Regions from separate parts of the Callithrix jacchus genome. Here region 1 is linked to region 2. The links are chromatin contacts, called in public Hi-C maps. All regions are on one chromosome and are shown on one strand. The core of a region is the stretch at or near the end of the contact, and the rest is flanking DNA. Distances in the headings are between cores, read along the strand shown.

Evidence for each region. A called contact is a pair of places that touch in the nucleus more often than the background predicts.
Region 1: a contact with region 2 is called in a Hi-C map of induced pluripotent stem cells, with 7 times the contacts expected there. The contact joins two enhancer-like sites. A contact is called at or near these places in 3 of 3 Hi-C or Micro-C datasets (induced pluripotent stem cells and skeletal muscle).

The regions. Positions count from the first base shown.
Region 1 is chr2:153,610,114-153,615,945 of calJac240_pri, forward strand. No RefSeq gene overlaps it. Among named protein-coding and RNA genes, the nearest start is that of ANKRD55, 36 kb to the right of the region's middle. Within about 2 kb of position 3,723, at least 3 of the 16 cell types and tissues checked have an H3K27ac peak or open chromatin away from gene starts, as enhancers often do.
Region 2 is chr2:153,039,672-153,045,075 of calJac240_pri, forward strand. The region is part of intron 1 of MAP3K1 (mitogen-activated protein kinase kinase kinase 1); the gene reads right to left. Among named protein-coding and RNA genes, the nearest start is that of MAP3K1, 23 kb to the right of the region's middle. Within about 2 kb of position 2,055, at least 3 of the 16 cell types and tissues checked have an H3K27ac peak or open chromatin away from gene starts, as enhancers often do.

The DNA of each region.
Region 1 (5,832 bases), core at 2,473-4,972, 570 kb after region 2:
GATCTGCTGTGAGTCTGATGGGCTTCCCTTTGTGGGTAGCCCGACCTTTCTCTCTGGCTGCTCTTAGCATTTTCTCCTTCATTTCAACCCTGTTGAGTCTGACGATTATGTGCCTTGGGGTTGCTGTTCTTGCGGAATATCTTTGTGCTGTTCTCTGTATTTCCTGGACTTGAATATTGGCCTGCCTTGCTAGGTTGGGGAAGTCTTCCTGGATAATATCCTGAAGAGTGTTTTCCAGCTTGGATTAATTCTCTTTGTCACATTCAGGTACACTTATCAAACGTAGATTAGTTCTCTTCACACAGTCCCACATTTCTTGGAGACTTTGTTCATTCCTTTTTGTGCTTTTTTCTCTAATCTTTCATTCTCATTTTATTTCATTGAGTTGATCTTTGACCTCTGATATCCTTTCTTCTGCTTGGTCAATTCGGCTGTTGAAACTTGTGCATGTTTCGCAAAGTTTTCGTGTTGTGTTTTTCAACTCCATCAATTCACTCATATTCCTAAGTTGTCCATTCTTGTTATCATTTCCTCAAATCTTTTTTCAAGGTTCTTAGTTTCTTTGCATTGAGTTAGAACATGTTCTTTTAGCTCACAGAAGTTTCTCATTACCTACCTTCTGAATTCTGATTCTGTCATTTCATCACACTCATTCTCCATCCAGCTTTGTTCCCTTGCTGGTGAGGAGTTGTGATCCCTTGTAGGAGGAGAGGTATTCTGGTTTTGGGTGTTTTCCTCCTTTTTGCACTGGTTTCTTCCCATCTTTGTGGATTTATCCACCTGTCGTCTGTGTAGTGGGCGATTTTCAGATTGGTTCTCTGAGTGGACATCCATGTTGTTGATGATGAAGTTATTTCTGTTTCTTAGATTTTCTTCTAACAGTCTGGCCCCTCTGCTGTAGGACTGCTGAGGTCCACTCCAGGCCCTGCTTGCCTGGGGATCACCTGCAGTAGCTGCAGAACAGTAAGGGTTGCTACCAGTTTCTTCTTCTGCTATCTTTATCTTAGAATGATGCTCACCAAATGTCAGTCTGATCAGTCTTTTGTGAGGTGACTCTTTGGATATATGGGGGTCAGAGAGCTGCTTGAGGAGACAGTCTGTTCTTTATAGGAGCTCAAGTGTTGAGCTGTGAGCTCAGTTTTTCATTAAGAGCTGCTAGGCAGGTAGCACCTGCAGCAGAACTCATAAACCACCTTTTTCTCCCCAGGTGCTCTGTCCTGGGGAGTTAGGGCTTTATTTATAATTATCCGCTGTGCGGCTGCCTTTTTTTTGGGGGGGGGGGCTGCCCTGCCCAGCAAGGAGGCAATCTAGTCTCTGTCTGCCTGCAGAGACTTTGCTGAGCTGTTGTGGGTTCCGCCCTGCTGCTGGGTTCCACCCTGCTGTCATGTGAGCTTCCCTGCACTCCTGTTTATATGGGTGTAGTTAGAACTGCCTCGGCAATGCTGGCCCACCTCTGTAATGGCAGACTCTCTCTGTTACGGCGGATTGCCTTGGCAATGGCAGGCTGCCTCGGCAATGGCGGACTACCTCCGTAGGGGTGGAGTGCCTCCGTAATGGTGGACGCCCCTCCCCCACTGAGCTGCACCATCCTGGGTTCAGCTGTGCTTGCCCTGAAACTCTCAACCCTGAGTGTTTCCAATTGCTGTTTTGTTTGTTTTTGTGGGGGTGGGACCTGCCGAGCTTGATCACCTGGCTCCCTGCCTCAGAGCCTTCTTTTTTTTTTTTTTAAGTTGAATGGTTGACTCTCTCCCAGGTGTTCCAGTCGCCTGCTGAAAGGGTGCCGGGATCTGTGTGATATCCCCTGCGGTGACCCACTGCGCTGGCTGAAACAACGGCGCTGCCTGGGAATCTCCTGGCCTGTCTCCCTGTTTCAGACCCGTTTAATCAGGTGAATGGGTGAATCTGCCTTCCCAGACCACCAATTGCCAGCTTAAAAGGGCAACCAGACCAGTGTATTTTGTACGGAGAGTCGCCACATTGCAGTGCCAGCAAACAGCTGCGCCAGCTGAAACAGCTGCACTAGCCAAAACAGCCACGCTGGTGACCTGTAGGGCTCCTCCACCTGGGAATCTCCTGGTCTGTGGGTAATAAAGATCCATCTGGAAATGCAGCGTCCACTCACCCTCTGCGCTTTCTCTGGGAGCTGCAATCCTGAGCTGCTCCTAAAGGGCCATCTTGGATTGAACCTATCCAATGTTTTATTTATCTAACCCCACATAGTGCAAACTCTAAAATTACACCAAAACTTGTCATTGTAATCCCGTAGACCACAGGGTTCATTCTAGCTTTCTCCTTTTCTGTATTTATTACTTTCTTTTCTCACAGTGAGAAACCTGGCTCCCACCGCCTCATTATAATGACTTACTTTCTCAGCCCTCCTGCCTAAAGCTTTTACTGCATCTCTCAAGCACAGAGAGCTGCCACCCCCATTTAGCCATCTTCCTTGCATGGCCAGAAACCCCATGGAGCCAATAATCTATTTGAAAACATTTCATTAATGATAAAAATATATACTGTGATCTAATGACTTGAACCTATTTCCCTTGCAGAAAGTGCTGCAAATGTTATAATACAGCAAACTCCTTGAGCATGTGTGTCTTCCAGTAATTTTGATAGACTGGCCAGACTGAAAGGTAGTCTATGGAAGTGACAGTGTTTCCTCTAAGGAAAGCTAACTTTATGCTTTTAAATCCATGAGTTGTACATGTACAGGACATGAGCAAACACATATTGTTCAACAATTCCTGGTGGCCACTGTTTTTATTCTGGAGTTTTGCTTCATAAAAATGATAAATCTGATGTTATAAACTCTTTAAGAAAGCTCACATTTTTCCTAAGATCAAAATTGAAAGGAAAAAGAGGGTGCATGGCTTCGTGGGCCACTTAGCATTGCAATTCAACTGTTAAAAATTACAAACAAAAATTGTATTTAATTTCTTGCTTGCCCTTAATAGGAAAGGTATCTTTACAGGATTGTTGACTATAGTTTCTGGAATAGTTCATACTGGAAGATCCTCTCAGCTAATCAGACACTGTTCCTTTTTCATTTCACTAGATGTATTGTGGCCTGAGCATGAATATACATGGTGCCAAGTAATTTCGTTTTGTTTTTCTTTTTTTTCTTCTTCTTTTTGAGTTAAGGTCTTGCTCTGTCACTCAGGCTGGAGTGCAGTGGCACAATCATGGCTCACTGCAACCTCAAGGGCTTAAGTGATCTTCCTGCCTCAGCCTCCCAGGTAGCTGGTGTGTGCCACCACACCCAGCTAAATTTTTTCATTTTGTATAGAGCCCAGTCCCACTATGTTGCCCAGACTGGTCTCAAATTCCTGGGCTCAAGTGATCCTCCCACCTCAGCCTCCCAAACTGTTGGGATTATAGGCATGAGCCACCAGGCCTGACCAGCAGATTACTCTTAAACCTGTCCTGGGGTCATGGTGTACTCACAGTGTTTAACAGTCAGCTTTCTGGGATGCTGCAGGAAGGGGCATAGTTCTGATTTGCCAGTGCCCATTTTTGTAGCATAAATACTCCCACCGTGGCCAGCATCAAGCTGCCAACATGACATCACTTAACTAGGGGCTAGGAAGAGATTGCACAACTGGCTCTCATGAGCTTGTGTGAGCCACCTCCAGTCTGGATGCCCACGTGTACCTATACACCAAGCAGACCCACCCACTTAAGCACTGACTCCAAACTGCCAGTGATCTAACACAAAGTTCTGCACACTCGTGAGATAAGGGTTCAGGAAATCGGCTATAGCCCTTGATTTCGAGTGTTCGCAAGCTTAACTCAGACGACTGTCCTGTATCCATGATCGGCTGAGAGATTCTTGCCGGGAGCAAGAGAAATGGGAAGAAAACAAGTGAAAGAAAAAATCAGCAAACTATCTTGAAGTCAAAACCGAGCTTGCAGTAAAGCGTAGAGGTCAACCACCTCCCGTGTTTCCACAGTTCTGCTCTGCCTGGAGGGAAGTGTCAGATTTAAAGGAGGTCCAGCTGGTCTCCCGGGAGCAGGATTTGCCGGCTGAAGGTTAAAGTTGCTCTAAGCCATGGAGCACCTCTGACCCCCACTGGCTGCTGTGATGCATTGCATCTCGGAGATGGCCAAGGCCCCTCAGGATGCTGCCCTTTCCTAACCACAGGTGACCAGTTTCTCCTTTGCTATATTGTCAGGACATTCTACCAAGTGCCATCCATTTCTCACCCATCTCCTTTGAAACCGTTTTGCTCTTTATTTACTTCTCCTCTGGGATGGTAGATATTTCTAAGTCATTGTATAATGCATGGATTTTATTTTCATTTTCGTTTGATCAGAAAACGAGTCAAGAGAAGATATGGGGTTGTTGCATATGTGGTTAATTTTCACTTCTCTATCTCATCCTTTTGGTGGCAAATGCCAGGAGCTGCTTCTTTTTGTATAAGAAGTCCTTCGCCACCTATTCTGTGTCATCATCTGAAGCGCATGCTCTCTTGTGGTCCCTTTGTTGAGCAAGAGCACCAGCCACAGCAACAAAACATGCCCCACGTCTCTGGAGGGAGCCTGGGTAGTAATGAACACTAGAGCCAATGGACCACAAAGCCCAATCCGTAATCAGAGGGCTGCATCAATTGCGCACACTCAAGTGTCTGATTCCATCAGTTCACTTTGGTATCTGTATGGTGTCTCTCTATTTGTATGATACCTTGGCAATCTGACTCATGAATTAGGCCAAACCAAAGCAAGCTGGGGGAAAGGCAGTGTATTTATGGGGAAGGAACCTGCCTTCCAGTGGGTTTGCTCCACTGATTTCCGGCCTTGTTCTAAAAACAAAACAATGGTTGTACATTGCAGGTATTCCTCAAAGGAGTTATTTTTTCCATCACCCTGTATTACATTAATTTTGATTTTGCATCTACTCTCATCGTGTTAGATCATAACCTGAGTGTGACTTCCATTTGCTGAGCAAGAAGAGTCTTGCCTCACTATGTATCACTTTCAAATATGAAATTCTGGGCTTCTTATTCTAAAGAACTGATTTCTGCTCTTGTTTCTCATGGCCAGCAGAGGGACTCCAGAGTAACCCTCAGACAGAGCATGAGATTAGGCCACTTTGTGGTGGTGAAAGATCCCCCAGCTCTCTAGGGAAGTGACATTTAACCCTAGGGTTTCCCAGCACACATACAAAAGGCTTAAGAAATAGAGCCAGGTCTCTCAGGACCACAGGTAACAATAATCTTTACCTGGGGCTGAGAAGAGCTTTGCAATCACATCTACCCCTGTCAGGGAGAAAGAAAGCAGGTTAGTGCTTCTTTTAAGAACTGTGAAAACTGAAGGAGAAAAGAAGCAGAACCCCGGATGGGAGCCATTATGCCTTGACATTGCAGCTCTTCAGAGCCACTGAGAGGTGCTATTTGGGAGACCAAGGACCAACTCAGCTCATTACATTTTCTTGGCTGATAAACTTTACAAATGTCCTAGTCATCACTAAAATTATTTTGTCACTTGTCATATTTTTCTCCTTTTTTGTTTGTGTTTTTTTCCCAATCTTATAGACAATGAGTAAATTGTATAGGAAAAAACTCTTCGTTTTAATAAAATGTGTATTATAGCCGAGCACAGTGGCCCACGCCTGTAACCCCAGCACTTTGGAAGGCCAAGGCAGGCAAATCACTTGAGCTCAGGAGTTTGAGATCAGCCTGGACAACATGGCAAAACTCTGTCTCTGAAAAAAAAAAAATCATACAAATTAGCCAGGTGTGATGGGTGTGGTGGCACATGCCTGTAGTCCTAACCACGTGGGAGGCTGAGGTGCAAGGGTCACTTGAGCCCAGGAGGTCAAGGCTGCAGTTAGCC
Region 2 (5,404 bases), core at 805-3,304:
GCTGGAGATGACTGACATCTCGTAGTAAATAAAGCCACAACATCAAACATGTGCCAATATAGAAAAAATTATGACTATAATGAAATTCTCAAATGATGTCCTTTAATTCTGATACTGGTGTGTTTGCTGCTGTTCATGTTCTCAACCTTTCACTGATGAGATAGTATGTTATTGTTGGGAACTACCAAAAGAGAACCAAATGGATTACTCTGAAGAAGGCCTTTGGATTTGCAAATTGACCTCAGGAATCCCTCCACTGACCTATGGCCAAGTTGTGATCAAGCAATTTCTGTACTAATATTATCCCCTAGGAAAATGAAGTCTCCCCAGAAGATCTCGACTAATGTCATATGCTCCTCAATCAACTTCAATTATTTTTTGGAATAGTTCATTTCCTCCCAGCCATTTGCTCCAAGCTCAAAACAAAATGAAAAACAAAAAAAAAACTTTTGGCCCAGTGAGTACATTAACATGATGGGAAGGTTTGAGACTTGCCAAGTGCTGAATCATGTTTATGCTTAGGTTGTGTTTCTACACCTGCCTTAGGTAGTGTTTCTACACCTGGTTTTGGGGGCATAAACTCCCTCCAAGAATCCTAGCTACCCTAGTCAATCCACTGGAAGATGGGTTTACTGCCAAGCAAACGCCACCTACTAAGAAATCAAAGTGAAAAAAGATTCTTGGAATTGAATGGGAGAAAACAAAACCTCTTCATTCAGTAGGTGGCACTCTTTCCTTAAAAATGTTAACTCAGGCAACTATTAATATCAAAGATGTCATCTGCCCACTAATCAGTTGAAAGAGAAGGCACATTAACTCCAACATCCTGTCCTAAATATAGTCTGAATCATTAATGTCTTCCTAAATAATGTCTTCCTCATTTCAATGAGATCCTGAAGTTGTTCATAAATATGCCAATTTCTTTTCACTATAGCAAAAGCTACAATTTCACAGAACCAAATAATTGCATTTATTTTAAACTGGCAGGTTTTGACTTATGACTTTTCTTAGTATATGCTTTAAAAGACATTCATCATAACTGTTGTCTAATTTTAATGATTTCAGAGATAAAAGACAATTTGAATGGAAATGGGGCAAAGAACTGTACTTGTAATACAGGAACTGTATTACTCCATTTTAAAACAAGACAGTAGCTCTTTTTCATAAGCATGCATATGTATATTCTTTTTAAAAGCAGCTTTGACTCAATTTTTTATCACTCTGACTGATACTGGACTAAAGTCATCAACCTGAAAACTTTTAAACTGAAAAATGAAAACAAGACTAACAGCTAATAAAATGTGAGTTTGCTATTTTATGTTCTATATAAAATGTGAGTCAATAAATATGTACCGAATAAAACCAAACACCAAAATTTGACTGGCTTCTAGTCAGGTGCACACGCTGACCAAGCTGAAATGCGATGCCTAGCCTACAGAAGAACCAAAAAATAAAAATAAAACCTCCGATTTATCTAATTTTCCTTAGGCGTATTTCTTGGTGTCAGTACTCTGTAGGGTCCACCTCATTACTGAAGCTCTAGGGTTACCTCCCTTGGAGAAACCATCCCAGGTGCTGCCTTCACCTTCCCCCACTGGCCACGTCCCCTAAAACTCGGTGTGAAGAAGTCTTCCTCAGTCCTTGCTCAGCAAAGAGCACTGCTATAATAGCCTCTTATCTGTTTCCCACTCTTGACTGTGAGATCCTTGAGGACGGAAATGGGTTTCAAGTTTATGTCTGCTGCCCTAGCAGAAAGCTTGGCACAAGGGTGGTAGTCAATACATATGTACCGAATAAAAGAATGGACTGATCTTTTTCCCCTTGGACTTTTACTTGAGAACAAGGCCTTTGTCTTACTCATCTTTCATCCAGCCGTACTGACTCCCAAATGCCCAGTATTGTACACAGAAGGCTGTGAGGAAGCAATGCCTTTTCAATATGAGCCTAGATCTACACCAGAAAGATCTCCAAGATGTAAGTAAGCTTCACTGAGGCCTTTGTGTATGCCAAGTATCTACTGTTAGTCCTGGGGCACTGCAGAAAGAGAGAATAGCTTCCACACCACTCTTGGGAAAAATGACAGCTTTCAACCCCAGGAAAAGACTAAGAGATGGTCAGTAAAGAAGCTAAGAACCATGAGTCTAGATTCATACATATTTCAGTGAAAACATAACTTAGGAACTTACCCACGTCTATAATTTCGTTAATGGCTGTTGATTTTTCCTGTGTTTAGGAGCAATAAAATGCCTTGAAAAAAAACCCTTAGAGATTCAAAGATTTTGTGGCTGGGAGGGGAGACTCAGAAGCCAGAAGGGGCATCCTACAGGGAAGCAACCTGAGAGGAAGAAAGGGAACTGGCTGAGGGGGGTCAGTGAATAGGCATGTCTCAGGGGCAGTGCTGGAACTCTGTATCCAGATTCCTCACACACAGATTCTCCTAGCTTGGTGGGGGAATACTGCTGGCAGGATACATGTGAAATCAGAGCATAAGCAAGAAAAATGGGGCATCTATTTTCTAGTGTGACAATTTTATTCCAACATTTGTGAGAGGGGTGCCCCATGATGGTTTTATGTTAAAGATATAAAGGTGGCTAAAATACAAAATTCAAATGGATTAAGGTAAATCAAAAGACTTGAGACATGAATCAATTTTGTTCACTGTTCCAAGTAAGCATTACTAGGATGACAGTCTGCACGGACACTCCTGGGTCCCTTTCCTTCAGTCCTCTAAAAGAAGTGTGCTGGGTGGATGGGGCCAAAATGTTTGACAATAGGCTGAAGCAGCTGTTCTCAGCAACTCTGCCATCATAATATGACAGTCACATACACAAGACAAAACTTCAGTAAACTGTTTAGGGAGTGCCACAACAACTAGCCATATATAAATAACAGGTCACCCCCAATCCAAAGCAGAAGCAAGATAAACTGCAAAAATGCCAAAGTATTAATCACGTACCTACCACTTTCCATCCAAGAAAGGCTATCAGTATGCAAGAGAATAAGTAACATCTAAAATGGGTATTTCTAAATAGGTCTGAAATTAATTTTTCTAAAAACTAATCACTTTAAAACTTTGACATTTCATTATTACCAAAACAGTACTTTTCAATTACCTCCCCCAGTGCACTGCCACACCTATGTCATCAACACCAAAATCTGACTGGCTGCTAGTCAGGTACACATGCTGACCAAGTTGAAATATGGAGAGAGAGAGTATTTCTGAGGCATTTAAAAGCGACAATTAGGAAGTGGGTAGATGAACACAAGAGCCACTCAGAGGGTCGGACAGAAAACAATTCTCAGAACGACTTGCGACAGGGATGGTCTCTTAGAGGAACTGCTCACATCAACCTTGTAGTCGAGTCCACAAACCAAGCAGAAACCATGAAATGGGTTCTGAGCACACTTATAAACATGTTTTCGTTAAAATGTTATCTCTCTGAAAGCAGGGAGTTTTGTCTGTTTCATCACTGCCATCTTCCTAGTGTCCGCATATAGCCAATTCTTTTCAAAATTTGTTGAATGTTTTGCTGTATCACAAGCTACAATAATTTAAACAAAGAGAACACAAACATTCCTATCTACAAATTTCCTATTTCAAAAGCATAGCAAGCTTTTCATTACAGACTGGCTTCCTATTAACCATCAATCAACCCCCTCCAAACTGCCTTCTCCTTGAGAAATGACAACATTTCAAAAAACCATGCTCACTACACTTTAACCACAAATAAAACTTTTTCCTCTCTGTGCCATCTCTTCAGCTTGTAAAACTCCCCCCCCTTTCACCTTAAAACAAAAAACCACCAAACTCCAAAATGCTTCATCTTTACAAACACTCTGGCTTCTACTTCTCTCCCATCTCCCTCCTCCTCCAGGTTTCTCCAGAGTTGCCTATGCTTTCGCACCTCCCCTTCATCCCTTAATGAAGTATATCCTGCTCCCAGCACTTATTTTACTAACCTGTCCTCTGTAGCCCTCAGCCAGCAGCATTGCTACTGCGGACCACTGGTTCCTTGGAAAAGGCCTTCTTCCTGCCTTCCTGTCTCCTAACCTGCAGTCTCTCAGGCTCCTCAGTGGGATCTTCTTCAGATCTTTTCCAGGAAATACTGGCACTCCTCAGGGAGGAAGCTGAGCTAATATTTCCCTGCTACCCTTTCTAAGGTATGGATATGAGCCTGGACCTACCTATCAAGGAGTTAAGATTGCCAACAGAACTATCATTCACTTCTCAATCTTTAATATTCATCCCAGATTCTAAGCCATCTAAGGTTCAATGGAGCAAAGGTATCACTGGAGAGAAACAATAGAGGCCATGAAACTTCAAGCCTGCATGCGGAATTACCATTAATAATTAATTTGTATAAAATAACTAAATTAAGCTACTTGTAAGTATTATTACTTAGTATTACTTATAAGTAATAAGATAAAATTAAGTGTCTTATTTTATACAAGTTATTCTCTTAAAAGCTGTATATAAATAAAATATACATAATAAAATCATTTTCAGGAGTGTGACACCATCACCCTTGGTATTCTGGCTGGGGTGTCAACTCACATTTTAATTTAAAAAGCTTTATTAAAGCACAACAATATTTCTCTCACCTTTTTTTTTTCTTCTTCTTTTTTTTCTGAGACAGACTCTCCACTCTGTTGCCCAGGATGGAGTGCAGTGGTGCCATCTTGGCTCACTGCAACCTCCCTCTCCCAGGTTCAAGCCATTCTCCTGCCTCAGACTCCCGAGTAGCTGGGATTACAGGTGCCTGCCACCATGCCCGGCTAATTTTTTGTATTTTTAGTATAGATGGGGTTTAACCATGTTGGCCAGGCTGGTCTCAAACTCCTGACCTGATGATGATCTGCCCACAAGCACAATTAATAGGCAATATTCACCAAGCTGTCCTCATATCCAGCATACACATAGAATCCTGTCAAATCCAGGTAGAACCTACAACTACCCTTTAGTTTCCTCCAAGAGTTTCTTATGAAATTAGCTATAAGTAATTAATAGCTAGCTAGAGAACACAATAATTAAACTCTCTTTTTACCTTCCCTGGCTCCAGCATATACCTGGGGCTCACTCAGTTCCCAGCACAGTACATACACATAGGAAAGTATGTCAGTAAACACATATTGAGCTGAAGTGATAGTGTTTAAGTTTCCATCCATAAGCAGCTCACACAAAAGACTTGTGAGATAGCAAACTATTAGTATTGGAAAAAAAATAATGGCTGGTCAGAGATACAGGTAAAGATAAAGATATTTATCTTGCCTTGAAGGAGATTTCAGTTTTACCTGAGTGACCTTTCTATAAACTAAAAGATAATCTCCTTTGTTGAGAAGGCATAGGGGTCAGGCAGATTACTGAATTCTCTCAGAGCCACTAAGCTCTTTTAATAATTATCAA